Regions from separate parts of the Bicyclus anynana genome. Here region 2 is linked to region 1. Evidence: chromatin contacts called from public Hi-C data. All regions are on one chromosome and are shown on one strand. The core of a region is the stretch at or near the end of the contact, and the rest is flanking DNA. Distances in the headings are between cores, read along the strand shown. Region 1 has its middle 9.5 kb from the start of LOC112054430. Region 2 holds the start of LOC112054426.

What was found. A called contact is a pair of places that touch in the nucleus more often than the background predicts.
Region 2: a contact with region 1 is called in a Hi-C map of whole body, with 5 times the contacts expected there. The contact joins the promoter of LOC112054426 here to the enhancer-like site in region 1. A contact is called at or near these places in 2 of 2 Hi-C or Micro-C datasets (whole body and whole larva).

The regions. Positions count from the first base shown.
Region 1 is chr26:8,899,212-8,903,292 of ilBicAnyn1.1, forward strand. No RefSeq gene overlaps it. Among protein-coding and RNA genes, the nearest start is that of LOC112054430, 9.5 kb to the left of the region's middle. Within about 2 kb of position 1,305, at least 8 of the 8 cell types and tissues checked have open chromatin away from gene starts, as enhancers often do.
Region 2 is chr26:8,933,250-8,937,566 of ilBicAnyn1.1, forward strand. It overlaps LOC112054426, which reads right to left and starts at 2,933. Exons shown (of 3, transcript XM_024094211.2): 1 at 2,392-2,933. The coding sequence starts at 2,824. LOC112054433 (a long non-coding RNA gene) reads left to right here and starts at 3,408. Exons shown (of 5, transcript XR_008252196.1): 1 at 3,408-3,863.

The DNA of each region.
Region 1 (4,081 bases), core at 55-2,554:
CTAAAAGCAATTGTAATCTTTAAGAAACTAGTAGTAAGGTTCATCTTTAAGAAACTAGTTGTACCTTAAAAATAATTCAAAGAAATCGATAACAACGAAGTACCTACGTAGTTTGCAAACATAAACTTTATAATACGATGTTTTGCAAATGTAAACCTTAAACTCTTGCGACTTAGTTATTTTATAAAAAATCGCGTTCAATTGTGTATGAAAATCTAAATAATTAAAAATTACTGTGCTTTAGACCACACGACTGATGTAAAACGTCTTTAGTTCTCACTCTCAATATCCGTCCGGCTCGCCCGATTACACTTTTCTAAACGCGTTAACAAACACTCTTCCGAAGTATCAGTAGCAGATTTAAAGAGCAAAGCACTATTATTGAATGGGAACCTAAACAATAATCTAACAATAATAGAACTCCCAGATTTCATTCTCATATTATCTCAGACGTTTCTAATGACACCCATACGTTGAAATTCGTCAAATGGCTTTGTATTGGAAATTGATATCTATACCATGAAAAGCATAATCTTCTTTAAGAACTTGGTATAAAAAGAATACATTGTAGAAAATAGTAGTCTGAGATGGATATAATGTCGCTTTATCTCGTGTTGGCTCGTGCTGACGCTAGGTGGCGTGACTTGTTTCTGTAAAGAGTAGGGAGTTAGAGAGGGGTAGCGTTCAGTTGGTTGGAACGACTTGCTATTTAACGCGCTCGTCGTACGGTCGGCTTCAGTATATGCACGTGGCGTTCGAGCCGTCAACATTTCTTGTCGTTTAATTCTTATTAGGTTACTATGGATAGGCGGGGAGAGTGGCTTGAGTGAAAAAGGGGAGTGTTTGTAACTGTCAAAGGAACTTTAACCCACACACAACGTTCACAAGTGCGTGATTCCACTCAAGGTCATATTCTGCCATTCTAGAGTCTTATTTTTGTTACAGTTTGATTTGTTAATTAAGTTGTCCTGACAAATAAACGTTGTTCAACATTGGTTTTCTTGTATTTTAAATCCACCTATGAAGCCTTCTGCTGAAAATATTTATTTAAATATAATTTGTGTCGGCACGCGAATAGCTTGCTTTAAATCCCCACTGCGCATTCAACTCGCGCAGCCGCCATTACGGTATATATACCACAAGCGCCACCGACGTCACGTAGTCAAGATCGAGAGGCGAAGGTGCGAATAATGGAAAGGTGGCGTCCATGTTTAGTTCAAATAATCGATTATCACCGGAGCTAGCAGTGCGAGCGACGTCGTAACGTGAAAGTGAAGTTGAAGTGTTTCGACGTGTCATCCGTAGATCGACAGCGGTTCGAGGCCGGACAGTGCAGTTCGAGGAACGGCGACCATCTTGTGCAAGCTACCGAGTCACGCGACGCGCAACCGAGACGTGAGTCGAGTGAAGTAACTGAAGTAGAATATTATCTGTTGCGATGAACCAGTGGCAAGCGCAGCTCCGAGGGCGAAGGCGCGCGACCCGCGGGCCCGCGCCGCCGCAGGGGCGCGCGCAGCGCTTCGCCGGCAGCAAGTGGGGCGCAGCGCCCGCCGCGGCCGCGCTGCCGCCGCCGCCCACGCACTGGTGGCGCGAGGGCCGCTGCCGCCCGGAGCCCGACCGCGCGCTGCCGCTGAAGCTGCTGCTCAACGTGTCGGCGTAGGCCGTCGGCTCGGCGCCGCCTCTCTCGTGCTAAGTTTTTTATTTCGTAACGCGATGCGCAAGAGCGGCGGGCGCGGACGCTCGGCTGCGGCGTGGACTAAATTCCGGCGTTAGGTATTATTTTGTGAAAATTTTAGTAGTTAAGTGTCTGGCGCACCGCGAGCGCCGCGCCGCTCGGGCCTTTCCCCTCAAAATACGAGAAAAACACAAAAAAAATATCGGGGCGGGCTCGTGCGGCGCGGCGGTCGGGGCGCGCGCCCGGCGTCTCGTCTGCCGCCTCCGCCTCGCGCGTCGACGGCCGACGGCGCTCCTGTGATTTTTATTAGGGCTCCCGCGCGCGTCCGCGCCGCCAGCGTCCCGAGCTGCCGCCGAGGACGCGCGCGCGGCCCGCGCCGACCGCGACGGCGAGGCGAGCGTTCATTTTGTTTTGTAAATGAAGCGTTATGTTATGTTGGAGGCGACGGCGAGGCTCGGCCCCCTAGTCGTATCGTTTTATTTAAATCGAGACCAATGTATTTTTATTTGTGCGAGCGGCGAGCGCGGCGCCATCTTGAGCTGACCGAGGGGCGCGCGCTCGGCGCTCCGCTAGTTGTAGATTTTAAAATTGAACGATACTTGCGGCCCAGCGCCGCTAACTGTTGACATCGGATGATATATGTATAGAGTATATTGATCTCGCGCTGCGGGCGGCTCTCTGCCGCACTCGTAGGAGCTTCTGTGATGTACAAAATGAAACGAGAATATTTGGAATTTTACAAGTTTTTTATAATATTAGTTTGTAAAGTATACTTTTAAGTGAAGATGGTGACGCGTCAGTTGTCTGGCGCGCCGGTTCGCTCGCAGCCCCCCCCCTGTCCTCCCCTGTCCCCACTCCTGTCCTCCCCCCTCGTCCTCCACCACTGGGCTCCCTCAGCCCTTCTCGTCCCACCATAGACGTCCACCACTGAAGTGGTTTTCTATTTTGTACAACCAGTCCCCTAATACTGCAAAATCAGAGGTCTTCAACTTTCTTACAACAGAAAAAACTGCGCACTAAAAATGTTGACTCCTAATTTTACATTATTGGGGATTAACTAAAGACAGAGTATCAAATTGTACAATCTACTTATTTGATTTGTTAGTAAAATAAAATATTACATTCAGTTGTATGATTTAAAAAAATGAAATCAAATTTATGCAAGTTTTACCGTGAAAGCTCAAAAATATCCTGCGATGAGCTGAAAATGTAAAAAATAAAAATCCATCCTATCGATATTCAATATTGAAAACTATTTGGTTAGATTTGTCATTTTAAAGGCTGATGTTTACTTTTAAAAACCGAGCAACACTCTGGTTAAGTTTTAGTGATGTCTACCAGAAATTCTTATCAAATACTTATCAATTTTGGATGAATTATACATTTGTAACAGAAAGGTACTTTTGAGTTTTCAGAAGCTTGTATTTTTATTGTAAATTTTACATATTAATTAAATTGATAAACGTTTTTTATTTGTATAACCTCTAGCAATGGTCACAGATTACAAACGAATATATTATTGTAAAATTATCAAAATGTTACACAGTACTAATTTGGCTAAATTTCTTTTTAAACATTTTTTTTTAAATATGTATGTAATATTGAACTAAGTATGTATGTAGTTGTCAAAAAAGGTATATTGTAGAATTACATTTTGTTACAATATTTTGAAATATGTGTCTAAATTAAATTCTATTCAATTTATTTGCAGTTGTATAGTTAGGTACATTAGCTGGTATACAATAAATGTTGAGATTACTGGATTACCAAGTAAATTATATCTGGTAATCCAGTAATCTTGCTAAAGTACATTAAATTAAGTTAGTACTGTGAACATATTTGATGTTGCATTTCGCACATTTTGGAACACAAGTAGTACGTTTGAGTATTCCAAAACTTGTTTTAGTAATTTTTACATGTTTATTTTCCAAATATTTTTTTTATGTAAAGGTCAGATAAATGTTATTAATTTATGAAGTAATTAACTATATATTTCTGAACAATGCCTAATTGTTGACCTTTCACATTTGTTAACTAACATGGTTATGTTGCAAGCAAAATACTCTACACCACAAATGGTAAATGTCTACTAAATCTGGTAAAAGTGTACCACTTTTAGTAAAAGAGTACCACATCTGCCAGAAGTGTACCACATCTGACAAAAGTGTACCACATCTGATAAAAGTGTACCACATCTGCCAGAAGTGTACCACATCTGGCCGAAGTGTACCACATCTGTTAGAAGTGTACCACATCTGTCAGAAGTGTACCACATCTGTCAGAAGTGTACCACATCTGGCAGAAGTGTACCACATCTGGCAGAAGTGTACCACATCTGGCAGAAGTGTACCACATCTGGCAGAAGTGTACCACATCTGGCAGAAGTGTACCACATCTGGCCGAGTG
Region 2 (4,317 bases), core at 1,683-4,182, 36 kb after region 1:
TTTTGTTCTTCTGAGATTACACTACTGTATTTTTAAACTGTATTTTGTTTTATTTTATTAGTTATATAATTATTTTATGTGTTCTGTTCTTCCTTCCTCAGGGTCTGACAGAATACCAGCGTTGTGGGTACTGATGTACTCACAACAAATTTTAGCTGAGTCAGGTCCATTTTTTTGGCACAACATATTTTCTATTAGTTTTAAGTTATTATTACGATGTAAATGTATTAGTTTTAAGCAGGGTTCCCAACTTAGGGGTTTTCCCCCCAGATTTTGGGGGTAAATAAGTAAGATGGGATTTTTATAAGGGATGGGGACAGAAATTTTTAGGGGTATTTTCAGGGATTTTTTGTCTCTTTAATATTTTTAAATTGATGATAATTTTAATATTTCTTTAAAATAGCGACTTACCGACCTAGCGACCTAGAGACTTATAACGACAAATAATACATTATTCTACAACCACTAAGGCAACTAGCGGCAATTTTCATCCAATAAAAAAATTGTTAAATTTATTCAATGTCAACATGTATGATTTCAAAACATCTAAATCTTCAGATCAATATTGTCTGTATTAAATATAGACTTTTGAAACATATTGCAGCATATTATTTCTAAATTATTATGAATTTATATTTTTTAGGGGGACAACTCAATAATTAAGGCGATTTTAGGGGTTTTTGACAAAAACTTTAGGGATAAATATTTTCAAGAGTTGGTAACACTGGTTTTAAGTTATTATGTAGTTATGTGTTGTGTTAACAAATAAATGTTTTTTTCTATTCTTTTTTAAAACCCCTCATAATTTCAAAAACCTATCCAACGACATCCAATATGAAACGAGTAAAAAAAGTTCAACACCACTTTACACGTAAACCTAACCGAAAAAATAATTTTCTACATTTTATTTGGCGATTTTTTTTACTTTTTTCATGTACATACGTCTGCTACTTTACAGCTTTCTAGAAAATAAGCTTTAATAAACGTCACTTTTTACTTGAGAGGTTGTAAATGTTATTTAAACGGGTACATACCACGATAAAACGACGAGATTTTTATTGTCGATATTTCGACCCAGTTGCATGGATCGTGGTCACGACGGGACTGAAGTTGCGAGATGAGAAGTGAAGTCAGCTGTTAGGGGCAAAATCGATCTACCCTCTTTCTTGTTCTTTTTCTTTTTTCAACGACCTCGCGTTTTTGGCTGTTTAGGCAAACCACACTCACGACATCGCTTTTGTTATTATGCGTGTCGCGGCGCCCTCTTGGTTTGCACAATTCTACCACCGGGTTCCACTCGCTGGCTAGTTTGAAACCATCTTCCCGATTGAAATTTTTGTATTTTCGAATTTCAATGGCTTCTCGAACTACTCGGGGTATATAGTGGCGGTCCGTGGAAATAATGTGTGGATTATGGATCTCAATCCAATGTTTAGTTCCCGGTTGTAGAATGTGATCAGCTATCGCAGACCCGTTTAAATAACATTCATAATGAACAACCACGAAATAAGTTTAAAATCATGAGAGGTTGTACTTTTAAAAATAAGTGATTAACGTGTTATGTGTATGGCAGGATGTTTGCCGGGTCAACTAGGTAGTTTTTTTTTTATGTATTTATACATTTACTAGCGGACGCGAGCGACTTCGTCCACGTGAAACTCGATGTAAACTTTCAACTACCTCTACCCTACCCCTACAAAAAAAAAGTATCGTATGTCCTTCTCCTGGCTCTAAACTACCTCCCTGCCAATTTTCAGCTTAATCGGTTCAGCCGTTCTTGAGTTATAAGTGGAGTAACTAACACGACTTTCTTTTATATAGGTATATAGTGACTATAAATTGAGATGTAAGCTATCCTATCTTTCAAGTTGGATTAAAATGCACACGAAATGCAAATCAAATTTAAAATCGGTTTAGTAGTTGGGAGTCCATCGCGGACAAACACGTGACACGAAATTTTTATATATATATAAAGATATAAAAATGAATTGCTGTTCGTTAGTCTCGCTAAAACTCGAGAACGGCTGAACGGATTTATCTCATCTTGGTCTTGAAATGTTCGTGGAGGTATAGGGAAGGTTTAAAAGGTGAGAAAAATTAGAACAATAGCTGGGAAAACCATAAAATCAACCCTTTTTTATTTCCTATACAAACGTTTAAGAGTCAAGCGGTAGGGGTAGGGTAGGGGTAGGGGTAGGGGTATGGGGTAGGGTAGGGGTAGGTTAGGGGTAGGGTAGGGATAGAGAATAAGTGCACTTATGTCAAAACGAAGCTTGACCGGGTCCGCTAGTATATATATAAAGATGATCGTGTATTAATATATATTCATGTTTATATTACGATAACTGTCAGAAAGTAAAACAAATATAAATAACAGGTAATTTAACTTACCTTTAACGTTATTTTCGTCTTCAGTTCCGGTATCATCCGAATCGCCTTCGTTTTTTACCGCGCTTTTATTTGTAGTATTCGTAACCAGCTGAGAGAACAAGGGATGTGCTCTATCCAAGTGTCTCTTCAAATTGGTAGTCGTGGATTTGTAAGAAAACATGCGTTTGCAATAATTGCATTCGGCCAAATAATCACAGCCCGTGTCATAGAAGTGGTTCCACATAACCGATTTATTTACTCTGTTTCGACGTTCCCCAGTTTTATTTGAAGTATCTCTCAAACATTCCGGATGGTGTTTCACCAAATGTACTTTCAAGTCAGCATTGGTTTCGAAATCTACCTTTTCATCGCATATCAGGCATTGCACTCTTCTACCGTTTGTGGTCAATTCGATTGAGTCTCTCTTATACCAATCCCATACAGCACTCGACATTATTGTATGAAAGTATAAATAACTGTTCTGTATTAGTATTAATAACGCGAGGTTACTATACCTGCTCTGAGTGTCACACCGCACAACGCAACACAATATGGCGGTCAGCCATAGACAAACATAGAGGTAATTATTCTTTTATCTCGTGCGGTGGCCGCGATGGGTTCTAATTTATTAGAGTCCAAAAAAAAATATTTTGAAAGTTGTACCAAAAAGTTTAATTGAAAATTAAATTAAATTCCTCACCATATTCCTGAAAAAGTTAAGCTTAAATAGTTTTCTTGCGTATGCATAGATGGCAAAAAGTACTTGTGGTGTACCTAAAATCCAGGAAAAAAGTATTAATTTCTGTGACAGTAGCTAGAACTCAAGGGCATAGAGAGCGGTGGTAATTCAATCTCAGACTAATTATAGAAGGACCTGTTGTGCACTCATAGTCATAGTCACTAACCAAATTGTCTGTCATTTTCTGAGGAAAACGAGCTTAGATTTGGTATATATCTTATACTAAACTTGAAGTTTTTGCTCGTTTTTACATAATTCAATTACACAAAAAAATAATAATAATAAATAAATATACTTAAACAATACACATCACTATCTAGCCCCAAAGTAAGCATACAGAGAAGCTTGTGTAATGGGTACCAAGACAGTTGATATTATAATATTCATATAATATAATTACACAAAAAGGTATTTTTACGGAGCTCTTTAACCGACGAACACGATTACAACTATTTAACATCGATTCTATAGAGACAGTTTTTATAATCGCATTAGATCGTTGATCATATACTTTGACAGAAAAGTAACGTCTAGCGAGGCAGGTCCTATAGAATAATTGGTCTGAGTAATTCAATGTACTCTATGGGTAGATTCTGTAAAAAAAAAAATATGAGCACTTGATCAATATTTTGACGTTTGTTTGGTTGTGTGCATGTGGTCTGTGACAAAAGCAGTAAATATAATATGTTCCTTGGACAAAAGTCAAATGAAGATCAACGGGAACCACGCGGCATCAGCTATTAACTCGTATTTGGTAAGATTTATTGCGGTGTTTTTTTTGCTATAATCATGTGTAAAAAGATATAGTTAACAATACACACTGTTGAGTATTAGTATCATACCAACCCATCTTTATGTATCTGACAAGTAAAAGAATCCAGTCCGGGGCATGCACCTCCAACTTTTCAGTTGTGAGCATTTTAAGAAATGAAATATCACATCAACATCACAAACATCATGAGGAAACCTGCATACCAGAGAATTTTCTTAAATCTCTGTGTGTGTGAAGTCTGTCAATCCACGTTGGGCCAGTGTGGTGGACTATTGACCTAACCCCTTTCTTTCTGAGAGGAGACTCGAGCTCGGCAGTGAGCCGAATATGGGTTGAAAATGATGAAGATACAATCATTACATTATACAATATTAATTTTATTCTGAAAATTAATATATTAGCAGCAAAATCTGTAAAATGAAAATAAGTATCCAAA